Linked DNA regions of Gossypium hirsutum: region 2 is linked to region 1. Evidence: chromatin contacts called from public Hi-C data. All regions are on one chromosome and are shown on one strand. The core of a region is the stretch at or near the end of the contact, and the rest is flanking DNA. Distances in the headings are between cores, read along the strand shown.

Region 1 (5,690 bases), core at 1,401-3,900:
TGGTGCCTTGCCATATCTTCTTTTTATATATTCTTATAGATTAAGATAAAATTTAAATTCTAAAAATAAAATGACAAACAAATCCAAGTTTTATTTTATCAAAATTGACTTTTTTTTCTTTTTAAATATAAAATAAATGATTGCAAAATATAATGATGCAATAGAAAAAAACTCTAATGGGCGAAAATAAAACATATAAAAAGATTTGGGAAGTCAGTAATAAGAATTGAAGCTTAGAGCCCAAAGTATTTGTTTGTTTTATTTTTCAAAAGAGTTTGAGACGAGGGATGTAAATGGGCATTGCTCATTATTTTATGGGCTTATGTTAACTCTTATTTCTTTTTTCTTAAGAAATATGAGAAATAAGTACATGTTTTCATTATGTCTTAATACATGTTTTCACACCTTTCGCTTTACACGATGAAGTTAAATTTGATTGTGCTATTTCTATGTTCTTTTATTTTCACTATAAATATATAACATGATAATTTAGTTAAACCCTCTACCTAATGTAATTATATATTTGAAATTTTATTTTTTATAATTAATAAGGATTTAATAGCAAGATTGAGGTTTAGAAATTTTTGAGATGTAACTCCCACTTTATATAAGTTTTGTTGAGTATCTAAATTTGTTCTCATGTATGGATTATGTTTAAATATATTTCAATTGTTAGTTTAATTAATTGATTTTGATTTGAAGTTATTGTATGTATTAATTAGTTCAGATTAATTTATTATAAATGTGATTGTACTGGTAAAAGAAAAAACATTTTAATTTCTATTCAATTGTAGCATTTTACAAAACAAACATATTTATTTTTTTCAAATTGGTTTAATATAGTTTTTTATTCTTATAATATGTAAATAAAAAAGTTAATAATTTTTAAAATTATAAATTAAATTAAAATTTATCAAAGTATATTCATAAAGCAGCTGACTGCTTTAAAAAAGTGCATTTTTGTGGGTCACGTGACACCCTATACTGGGAGCATATGCTCATGTGATTCCCTACTGTTTTTAGGTATATTAAAAAACTTTCTTGATTTCTTCCCTCTTTTATAAATCTCAAATTTAGCTCACCCCACTCAATTATTTTAGCATAAAGAAGCTTGGAATTCGAGGATAATTTTTTTTTAAAAAAATACTGATATTTGAATTTTAGATTACTTTTTAAAAATTATTATATAAATAAAATTGAATTAAAAATTTTAAAATATTAGGTTTTAAATTTCGTAAATTAAATTTTATTATATAAATAATTGTGGTTAATATATTACTTAAAAACATATAAATCCAAAAAAAAAGCTGTCCAAAATTAATAGCCAATTAATCTAATTAATTCCAACCTCACCCATCGAGTTTGCAAACTACTCAAATATTTAATATTTTATTACACTTTAATGCAAACCTAAATCCATTATATTCATTTAATTAAATAATATTTTTGAGAAGCCGCTAGCCCTTACCACCCAAATTTCAAATCCTAATTATAGACCATATTGTATTTGGTGAATAATTATTAATATTTGCATATGAAAATCAAATTATGTTCTTAAAAAAAATCTGGAAAAACGAGGGAGCGTGAAATACTTATGATATTGTGCTGAACACTCACTGTACCATGGCACAGAAAAATAAACAAATACTAATTTCAAGTCATTATTAATAAAGATTACAGAAAACAAAGGAGGGAGTGTGGAGGGCAGGGCTTTCATGATCTACGTGGCAGGTGGTGATTGGTTAGATCTGGAAGTGGGGCAAAGGCAGTCAACGCAAAGACCGGAAAAGTGGAGCAGCACAGGCGTGCAGTCAAAGCAAAACTGTCACGGTCAAAATGCTTTGCTGGCACTTTACCTAAAATAAATAAACACATGAAATTATTTTTCTTTTTAAAAAAAAAATAGGGAGGTGGGAAGTTCCCCAGTGGCCCTCACAATTCTTTTAGGTGTAAATATCAACAGATTTTATATATTGTATTTCAATAAAATTTCTATAAATGAGTAGTTATAAACAATATAAGAATGACATTAAAGAACTGAAAATAGATGATTATTATTATTATTATTATTAATTTTGAAATTAGATTTTGTCCACATAACATATGTGGATGAAGTTTCTTAAGATTAAAAGAGATTCCTTTTAGCTAAAACAACAAACATTAAAATCAAAATCAAAATCTTGATTCCATTTTTTCAAAACCAAAATTCATTAGTTCAATTTATTAATGAAAACTAACTTTTTAGTAACATCACTGTTAAATTAAAAGTAATAGCGGGGAGATTACGGCAAAGAATTGATATGACTGCACGTGTGGTGTGCGGATCGGGTGGCTTAATTACCGGTAACTTGGTAATTTTCAACTTTCCCTTCTTCTTCTTCTTCTTCTTTTTTTTTTACTCTGGTAAAATATTAGGGAAAAAAAATGTCATTTCCTCGTTCAAAGAAAAAAAAAAGCAACGCATTTATATATTAAGATGATCTCATTAATAATTAATTTTTATTATTTTTCGTGAAGGTTTTTTTTAATAATTTTAAAATTATTTTATTTTTATCCAGCAAACAACTGCCCCAAAAGAAGAGCAGTAGGGAAGCCTTTGCAGGACATGGCTTTTCTCTGTTCTTCTCTTTCTCTCCATTTTGTGGTAAGGCCTGTTTTCACAATAACTTGATTCTCTTCACTAAATTCTTGTAACGTTTTCATTTTTTTCTTGTTTGGGTTTTTTCCCCCTATTTTTTCTGTACCATTAATGGTTGGGTTTAGAGGAAAAAGGTCTAATTGATTAGCTTTTGTACTACTCTTTTAACTGTTTATCTTTGACTGCTTTCTTTTACTAGTATCTTTCTTTTCTTTGCCTACTTATTTTTGCTGTTTTGGGGTGCTTGATGATGGGAAGCTTGTACAAGAAGTGAAAGATGGGAGCTTGATTATTGTGTGTTTATTACTGATATTATTGTTATTATGATGGACTTTTGACCCTAGAAAAAGAGATCAGGATAAAGCAAAATAGATGTGTGAGTTTGTAGAGAGAAAAAGAAGGTATTTTTCTTGCTTTATGATTTGTCAATGAGAGAGGAATTGATTGGAAATATACAAGTTCCATTCTTTTTTCATAATGTGGGTTGAAGGGTGCTTGTCAGTGCAGTGAATTTAGAGCTTGTTGTGGGTAGTGTAGAGGGGTTTTAAAGATAATCCTTCTTTTTTGGTACCTTGAGAATCTGTGTTGCTTTATCTTTTTTTTTTTTGGAAAAAGAAGGGCGGGTTTCAAAGATGCCTATGTTTCAACCCTCAAAGAGGGATGGGGTGGTTGTTGCTGCATTTGATGGTAGTGGTGATGGGCAAGTTCTGGATCTGGATACTGCTGTTAAAGATGGGGTTTTGGGTGGCGTTGGTGGTGGAGTCATTGGTGCTGCCGTTGGTGAGAAATTGGATCTGAAGAAAATGATTGAAGAGCTTGATTTACCTGAGATTCCTTCTGTGTTTATTTGTCCCATCTCTCTTGAGCCAATGCAAGACCCTGTAACTCTTTGCACTGGCCAAACATATGAGAGGTCCAACATTCTCAAATGGTTCAATTTGGGGCACTATACTTGCCCCACTACAATGCAAGAACTCTGGGATGATTCTGTTACCCCAAATAGAACCCTTTACCATTTGATTTACACTTGGTTTTCGCAGAAATATTTGCTTATGAAGAAGAGATCCGAGGATGTACAAGGAAGGGTAAGTGAGCTTCTTCAGACCTTGAAGAAGGCTAAAGGTCAGGCCAGGATTCAAGCCTTGAAGGAGCTTAAGCAAGTTGTGGCTGCACATGCAACAGCAATGAAGACAGTGGTCGATGAAGGTGGAGTTTCTCTAATTTCATCCTTGTTAGGTCCATTTACTTCCCATGCTGTTGGTTCAGAGGCGATCGCCATTCTTGTCAATTTGGAGCTTGATTCAGAGTCCAAAACCAATTTGATGCAGCCAACAAAGATTTCGTTGATGGTAGACATGCTGAATGAAGGGTCAGTGGAGACAAAGATCAATTGTACGCGATTGATAGAGAAGTTAATGGATGAGAAGGAATTTCGGGCTGAGAGCATCTCCAGCCATCGGCTATTGGTTGGTCTAATGCGCTTAGTGAAGGATAAGAGGCACACGAATGGAATCATGCCTGGTCTTAGCTTGCTCAGATCTATATGCTTACATAAACAAGTCATGGGTTTGATTGTGAGTATTGGCGCCGTTTCTCAATTGGTTGAATTGTTACCTGCTTTGGAACCTGATTGCCTGGAATCAGCCCTTTTCATATTGGACATGTTATCATCACTACCAGAAGGCAAAGCAGCATTGAAGGATTGTGGAAACACAATTCCGAATATGGTGAGGCTCTTGATGAGAATTTCAGAAAGCTGTACTCAATATGCATTGTCAATACTGTGGTCCGTATGTAAACTTGCCCCTGAGGAATGCTCCTCAGTTGCTGTAGAAGCCGGTTTGGCAGCAAAGCTGCTTCTCGTGATTCAGAGCGGTTGCAATCCTCTGTTGAAGCAAAAATCTTCGGAGCTCTTGAAGTTATGTAGCCTAAATTATACAGACACCATCTTTATTTCAAAGTGCAAGCTCACAAGGACAATCCTATGACAAGTTAAAGGGCCTGCCATGATTGGTTCTTGAAATCTTCCAAGAATGAACGATCATATACTTATGAGATAGGGGGTTTGAGGTATGAATTAGCTCTCCTGTATATATTTAAGCACTTCAATTCCTGCAATTTGATTCAACTTTACTTAAAGAACACTCATAATGTGGATAAGAAAAAAGAACACATTTCATGCTGCAATGGAATTATATGAAGTTCTCTTTTCCAATGCCTTAAAATAAAACCCCCAAAAGGATCATGTGGAATGGATTATTGTGGGTGGGGTACATTCTTGGGATGGAATTGTGCTATTTGTGCAAGACTTTGGAGCTTGCAATCACAATTGTAATAGACAAAGAATTGCTTTGCTCCTTGGTGTTGGGGGCCCTTATTTCTCCCAAGTTGTTCCTATGGTAGGGGCCTTCCTTGACCAATTTTCCTGTCTGGGTTTTAGTGGGAGTTTTGCATTTTCAGCTCCACTGTTGTAGAGAGATTGGAATGCCTCTGGACATCAATTGTCTATTCAATGTGTACAATGAAAGATAACCTTTTCTTTTCTTTCATGTTTTTATTTTTTCTTCTTATTTATTCTGCACTTTTCGTTTGTTGTTAGCCTCCATGAAGAATTAATAAAAGTAAAAGTTTTTACTGGTTAACAATTGTGTACATTTGATTTATTACAAAGGCTATGTGATATAGGATTGCGCGCGGACCAAGATCGAGTTGCCAAGTCACGAGAAACTCCTACGAAAACCCTAAACAATTAGATCTGAAACGAAACAGAAAATTAAAAGATTAGATTTTTGAATTTTCAGATCTGAAATAAAATCCCCAAATCAGCAAAGAATCAAATTGAGAATAGAAATAAGTGTTAGGGTTCTTGAAACCCTCAAGGAGATTGTGATTCTGCCCAATTGAACACTAAGATAGTTTTCCCCAAATTTCGACAATCTAATTTCACCCAAAAAGAGTATGGAAAAACCCTAGAAATTGGGGATTTTTGGGCTGATTCCTTAAGATAGAAAAAGGCTGAAAACACAATAAGAACAGAAAATAGATTAGATAA
Region 2 (5,690 bases), core at 1,095-3,594, 650 kb after region 1:
CAAGGAAATTCTTCAAGGACTTATGTAACACCCCTAACCCGATCCAGTCGCCGAACCCGAACTACAGAATGCTACCACAATCACCAGAACAATCACACACAAATTATATCATTCAATTAGATTTAAAAATAAAAACATTAAACCATTACAATCACATGCACATTAGTATTTATGAATATAACTAGAACTAAATCGAGCTTTTAGATACAATAGAATAGATTCGAGCATGATTAAGGACCAAAATATATTTTTTTCAAAACTTTAGAAATAGGTATCAATACTTATTGAATTCGTTTTGGCGTTTTGCCAATTTGGAATTTTGAAAACAATACATATTTATTGATACCTTTAAAAGTGTCATTCTTTGACAAATAAGTATCAATACTCTTTATACGTAGGATACCGCGTCAATACTTAACGATCCGTCAAGAGTTTTGGCGGAAAAATGAACTCAAATAGCTTAATTAGGTACACTTTTTTTACGAGGAGCTTAATTGATTTTTTTAAAATTATTTTCGGAGGACTAATTTGACATTTTAACATTTTCAATACCTGATTGAAAAAGAAATTTTAGCTAATACACAAGGGTAAATACATAAATTTTAATAAAATATTGTAATATTCACATTTTAAATAATTCACGTACAATTACATATCAATATATTAAAATAGAAAAATATTATTTATTTTGATTTTGATTTTTCATTGATGTTAAGATTCAAAATTTATGCTATCTTTCATTGATATTTTGAATTTAAATTTATGATTTCATATTGGTACATTATGAAAATTATTTTAATTATATTTTAAAAAGTAATTGAATTGTATTACTACATTATAATTTAATAATATTACATGTGTAGCCCCTGAAATTAAACCTAGTATATATAAAAACAAGAATTCAATTTTTTAAACTTTTCATGTTTTTAACATTCTATTTTCTTTTTTAATTAATAAAAAAAGCTATAAATATGATAAATTAATAAACTATTAAACAAAAATCTAAAAATAAATATAAAATTCAAATTCAATCCCAACTTCAGTCGGACAAAATGCGAACCTTTTCATACTACAATATTTTCGTAGTAAAATCTGCTTACAGATTAGTGCATGCTAAAGAGGTTGAGACTGAGGGACTACATAGCTAAGAGAGAGACAAGTTGTGTATCAGAACGCCGAATAACCCTTTGGAGATTAATTTTACCTAGCAAGGTTTGTTTTTTAGCTAAAGATTGCTTCATGATCTGCCACCAATAAGTGTGCAATTTGAGGGGGTGCAAGGTACTGAAGATGATATTCACCCTTTTATGGACATGCGTTGCTTTCAATCAGCCCAGTTTCAGCTTAGTTAGAGGGCACCAATTTGATTAGATGTTTGATTAGAAGTGGTTACTATGATGGAAGCCTAGCAATACTCTTCAAGGCCCACTGGCTATTTGATTTATATGTTTGATATGTCAAAATCGAGAGCAATGCTTTATTGGTTATTGGAATATGTAATATCATAATAATAATGGTAGAGGTTTATTCTATTCAAAAGTCTATGCGGCTAAATCTCATTTATAAATTCTGTTTATTGTAAATATAAATTCAAATTTGAGTATAATTTTTTTCGTATCCTATATGAAATTAGACAAAATTTCATTTAGTTGTATCATTATTGAATTAATTTATGTCATTTGATAAATAATGAAAAAAGAGTAGGATTATTTTGAGAAATGGGAAATTTAAAATGTTTGGGGATGAAAATGGAAAAATGTTTATAATACTTAAGCCGAATCAGATGCAATTTGAAAGATTTTGTGCGCTCATGGATCGAGGCTTAACGGAAGAACTTTATAAGTTTCGAAAAATTGAATATCCAATGAAAGAAATTAAATTTCAATTTATTTGTAGAAACATATCAATTGGTGGAACTACCGATAAAAGAAAAGGATGTCGAACTTAGTTTAGTTATTTAAGCTTTTTTTTTTTTGTGTGTCCAATTAGGTACTTGAACTTAGCTTCATAATTCAAATTGGTTTAAATAAGTCATTCATTGTAAATATTAATTTGAAAAAAAAATTAAATTTAAGTACCAATTTAAACTAAAAAATTAAATTCAAATATTTAATTGACCCAAAAAAATTTAGTTACCAATTTAAAACTTAGGAGGAGGTTTAAGTTGGTGGTAGTCAATGGCTAATCAGTTATCTAATTATGGAATCATTGAGCAGTCTAATGGCAATACTGCCACGAAAAGATGGTAAAAACTCTTAGAAAGGAAATAATATTGGACTTGAAAAAAAGAAGTGATTTAGTGGGCTAGATCCCAGCCAATTGAAAACCTAATCCAAATAAGCAGCCCACACAATAGAAACGTTGATGATCTCTCAACCACCAATCCAGCAACAAGAAATTCCTCCCTCCACAAATTTCATCAAATAAAATTGGGGTCAAAATAAATCGACCATTTTTTGTTTCTTGGAAAGTTTTCAGTTTCCCACCCTCTGTATCCCTACAATGACCACCTTACCTTCACAAAACCTGCAATCGGTGCGACCTCTATATTTTTCTTCAATTAATTCTCTTAAATTTGGATCTCAAATTCCTTCATTAAAATTCCCCATTTCTTCTCCTATAAAACTAAAACCAGCCAAGCTTTTCACATGCAATAATGGCACCAACAACTCTGGGGTCGTGGGAAAAGCCTCTACCTCTGAATTCAGTGCAGATATAGGTGACGTCCTTGGGGATGTTACCATTTTCACTGCTGCTGATCAGCCTGTCTTTCTCAAAGACCTTAGGGACCAAAACCAAGTAAATTTTACTCCTTTCTTATTGCTAAAAACTTGCTCCGATCTTTGCCTTTTATTAATTTATTCTCTTTACCCCCAACAGGGAATTGCAGTTGTTGCACATCTACGCCATTTCGGATGCCCTTGTTGGTCCTCACTTGACTGGGCGTTTATTTATTTATTTATTTATTGTATGTGTAAATTTATATGATTCATTGCTAAACAAGTTATGTTCTTTGATTCATTATTAGCTGGGAACTTGGTTTAGAATTGAAAGAAGCAAAAGCAAGATTTGAATCAGCTGGAGTTAAACTGATTGCAATCGGCGTTGGTACACCTAACAAAGCACGTTTGCTTGCAGAACGGGTACCATTGATACCAAATTTATTATTATTATTATAATTATTGTTGTTAACAAATTTCATAAGTTGGCTCACTGAAATTGATTCAGCTACCATTTCCAATGGATTGCCTTTACGCTGATCCAAACCGAGAGGTAATATCAGTGTGTTAATGGATCCATATTTTCCCTTTAATTGGTTTTTTTAACATTCTCCTTTTCAGGCATATGATATTTTGGGCCTATATTATGGCTTTGGTCGTACATTTTTCAACCCAGCAAGTGTACATCTCTTTTCCATTCTCTGCAGTATTTTGTTCTCGATTTTTCAGATTTCAGTAATTTTGGACACAAACATCTATTACATTGATGGAGTGTAAAAATAAAACAAACACATGCTTGTCAATCATACACTGTCTAGGTCGTGCAGACTAAAGTGTTTTCAAGATTTGAGTCCCTGCAAGAAGCTGTAAAAAAACTACACAATTGAGGCCACCCCTGACGAAACAAGTAGTGTACTGCAACAGGTAAGCCTAATTTCATTTTAGCTTGTATAACCCTAAATTCACTGTTATAATATAAGTTTTCCTCTTTGATACTATCAAGGAGGGATGTTTGTGTTCAAAGGTAACAACTGTTAATATGCTCATAAAGATGAAGGAACCGGCGATCATGCACCTTTAGATCAAGTGTTTGATATATGTTGCAAAGTTCCGGCATGATGATAAAGTTAAAATGTATAGAATTTGAGATTTAGTCCCTGTATTTTAAAAGTTTAAAATTTAATCCTCCTACTCTTTTAATTTAAAATTCTTAATTCAATCATTACCATCGTTGGTAGTTTTTGTCTACTTATTATAGACTGATATAATAAATATATTAGATTGATTTGAAAATGTATAGGCATGATATTACAATTATATTGATAAATTCAATTTATTTATTGTTAAAATATTAATTATACAAAAAAAATAGTTAAGAAAGTGTATAAAAACTAATTTAAAAATATAATAGTGTATAAAGATCATTTCCCTATTCATACATACACATGGAGGAAATCAAAAGTATAAATAAGGGAATTAAAGGGTATATATAAAAATTTAAAGTAAATAAATTGTTAGGAAAAAAAACTTATAAAGTTTATTTTATTTAATTTTAGAAAATATATTTTAATGTAAAAATACTCTCTTTTTTTTAATATTAAGAACAATATTTCAAGGACCTTACATGTTATATTAAATTTTGAACAAGATGATTTCTTTTTGCTATTTAAATTTGGATTATCCAACAATAAACAACTTAATATGAAAATATTAGATATAATTTTATATTGCAAAAGCTATATAAATTAATTTTTAAATACCCTGCAAATGTAAAATTTTAATATGAATTATAATTTTAATGTTGAAAAACCTTTAGTCTAACTAAAATAATTAAAATACACATAAAATTATTTCATAATACAAAAGAAAAATTTTAAAAAAAACACATTAGAAAGTGTCACATGTTGAGTTTATATAAGATACCTTTAAGAATTATGTTAGTGGTTGAATCATCAAATCATCAATTTAACAATAATCAAATAAAATTTTAAAAATTATAATCCATTGAATCGTCTGCTTTTTTTCTTGGTTTTCAATTTTTTACCATTTCACAGTGGTTTGCTTTATTTCTAATTATATATTACCTATTAAACTGATTAGACCACCAGTTCTTGATTCAATTAATTCAACTCACCGGCATAATCCGATTGTGACAATACTAGATATCTTAATGATTTAAAAAATTGTATTTCCTTTATCCTTTGAACATATAATAAAAAAAGAATAAAATAAATGATATAGGTTACTAAGGCTAGACCTCCTCATCGGCCAGGCCAGTCGGCCCAACCCATGGCCTGCTCAAAAAGTGAGAGGGTTTGGACAAAAATATAAGCCTAAAAAATGGGTTTGGACAAAAAAATAACGCCCGTTTTAAAAATAGGCTGGGTCTCTAGTAAGACATTTTTGGCCTAAGCCCGGCCTAAATTCACTAAATAACAAAAAAATCCGTTATTTTTTATTATTTTAATGATATTTTCTTGTTTTCCTCCTATTTTGCTACCATTTCACTATTATATTGTTACTATTTTATTGTTATTGTTTGAATGTTGTATAATACTTATTTTATTGTTAATTTTGTTATTATTTTAGAGACATTTTCTTATTAAGTTGCATCTATATTAGTATTATTTAAATATATATATATATTAAAATTTATTTTCAATTTGTTTGGAAATATTTATTTTAATATGTTTAGTATTTTTGATGTATTATATATATTTCAAAATTATGCAAAAAATAATATAATATAAAAAATTAATATGGGCAGGCTGGGTCGGACTCGAGTTTTAACATTTTTATTTGGGCCAAGTTTGGGCAAATTTTTGGTCGGGCCCATGCGTAGCAAATGGGTCAAAATTTTTACTTGGGTCCAGCTCAACCCATGATCACCTCTACTAAGGACTAATGTTGACATTGTTGTTATTGAGAAATGTTTTTGAATAAGTGTTTTTAGAAAGTGCTATGGGGAAG

The links. A called contact is a pair of places that touch in the nucleus more often than the background predicts.
Region 2: a Hi-C map of leaf shows a contact between it and region 1, with 2.1 times the contacts expected there. The contact joins the enhancer-like site here to the promoter of LOC107933518 in region 1. A contact is called at or near these places in 2 of 34 Hi-C or Micro-C datasets (both in leaf).

What each region holds. Positions count from the first base shown.
Region 1 is chrA12:43,749,498-43,755,187 of Gossypium_hirsutum_v2.1, forward strand. LOC107933518 (U-box domain-containing protein 30) reads left to right here and starts at 2,651. Exons shown (of 1, transcript XM_016865754.2): 1 at 2,651-5,182. The coding sequence starts at 3,271. The coding sequence ends at 4,626.
Region 2 is chrA12:44,395,872-44,401,561 of Gossypium_hirsutum_v2.1, forward strand. It overlaps the pseudogene LOC107924374. Among protein-coding and RNA genes, the nearest start is that of LOC121211384, 32 kb to the right of the region's middle. Within about 2 kb of position 2,345, at least 8 of the 9 cell types and tissues checked have an H3K27ac peak or open chromatin away from gene starts, as enhancers often do. A contact at or near this core is called in leaf, where this site is marked.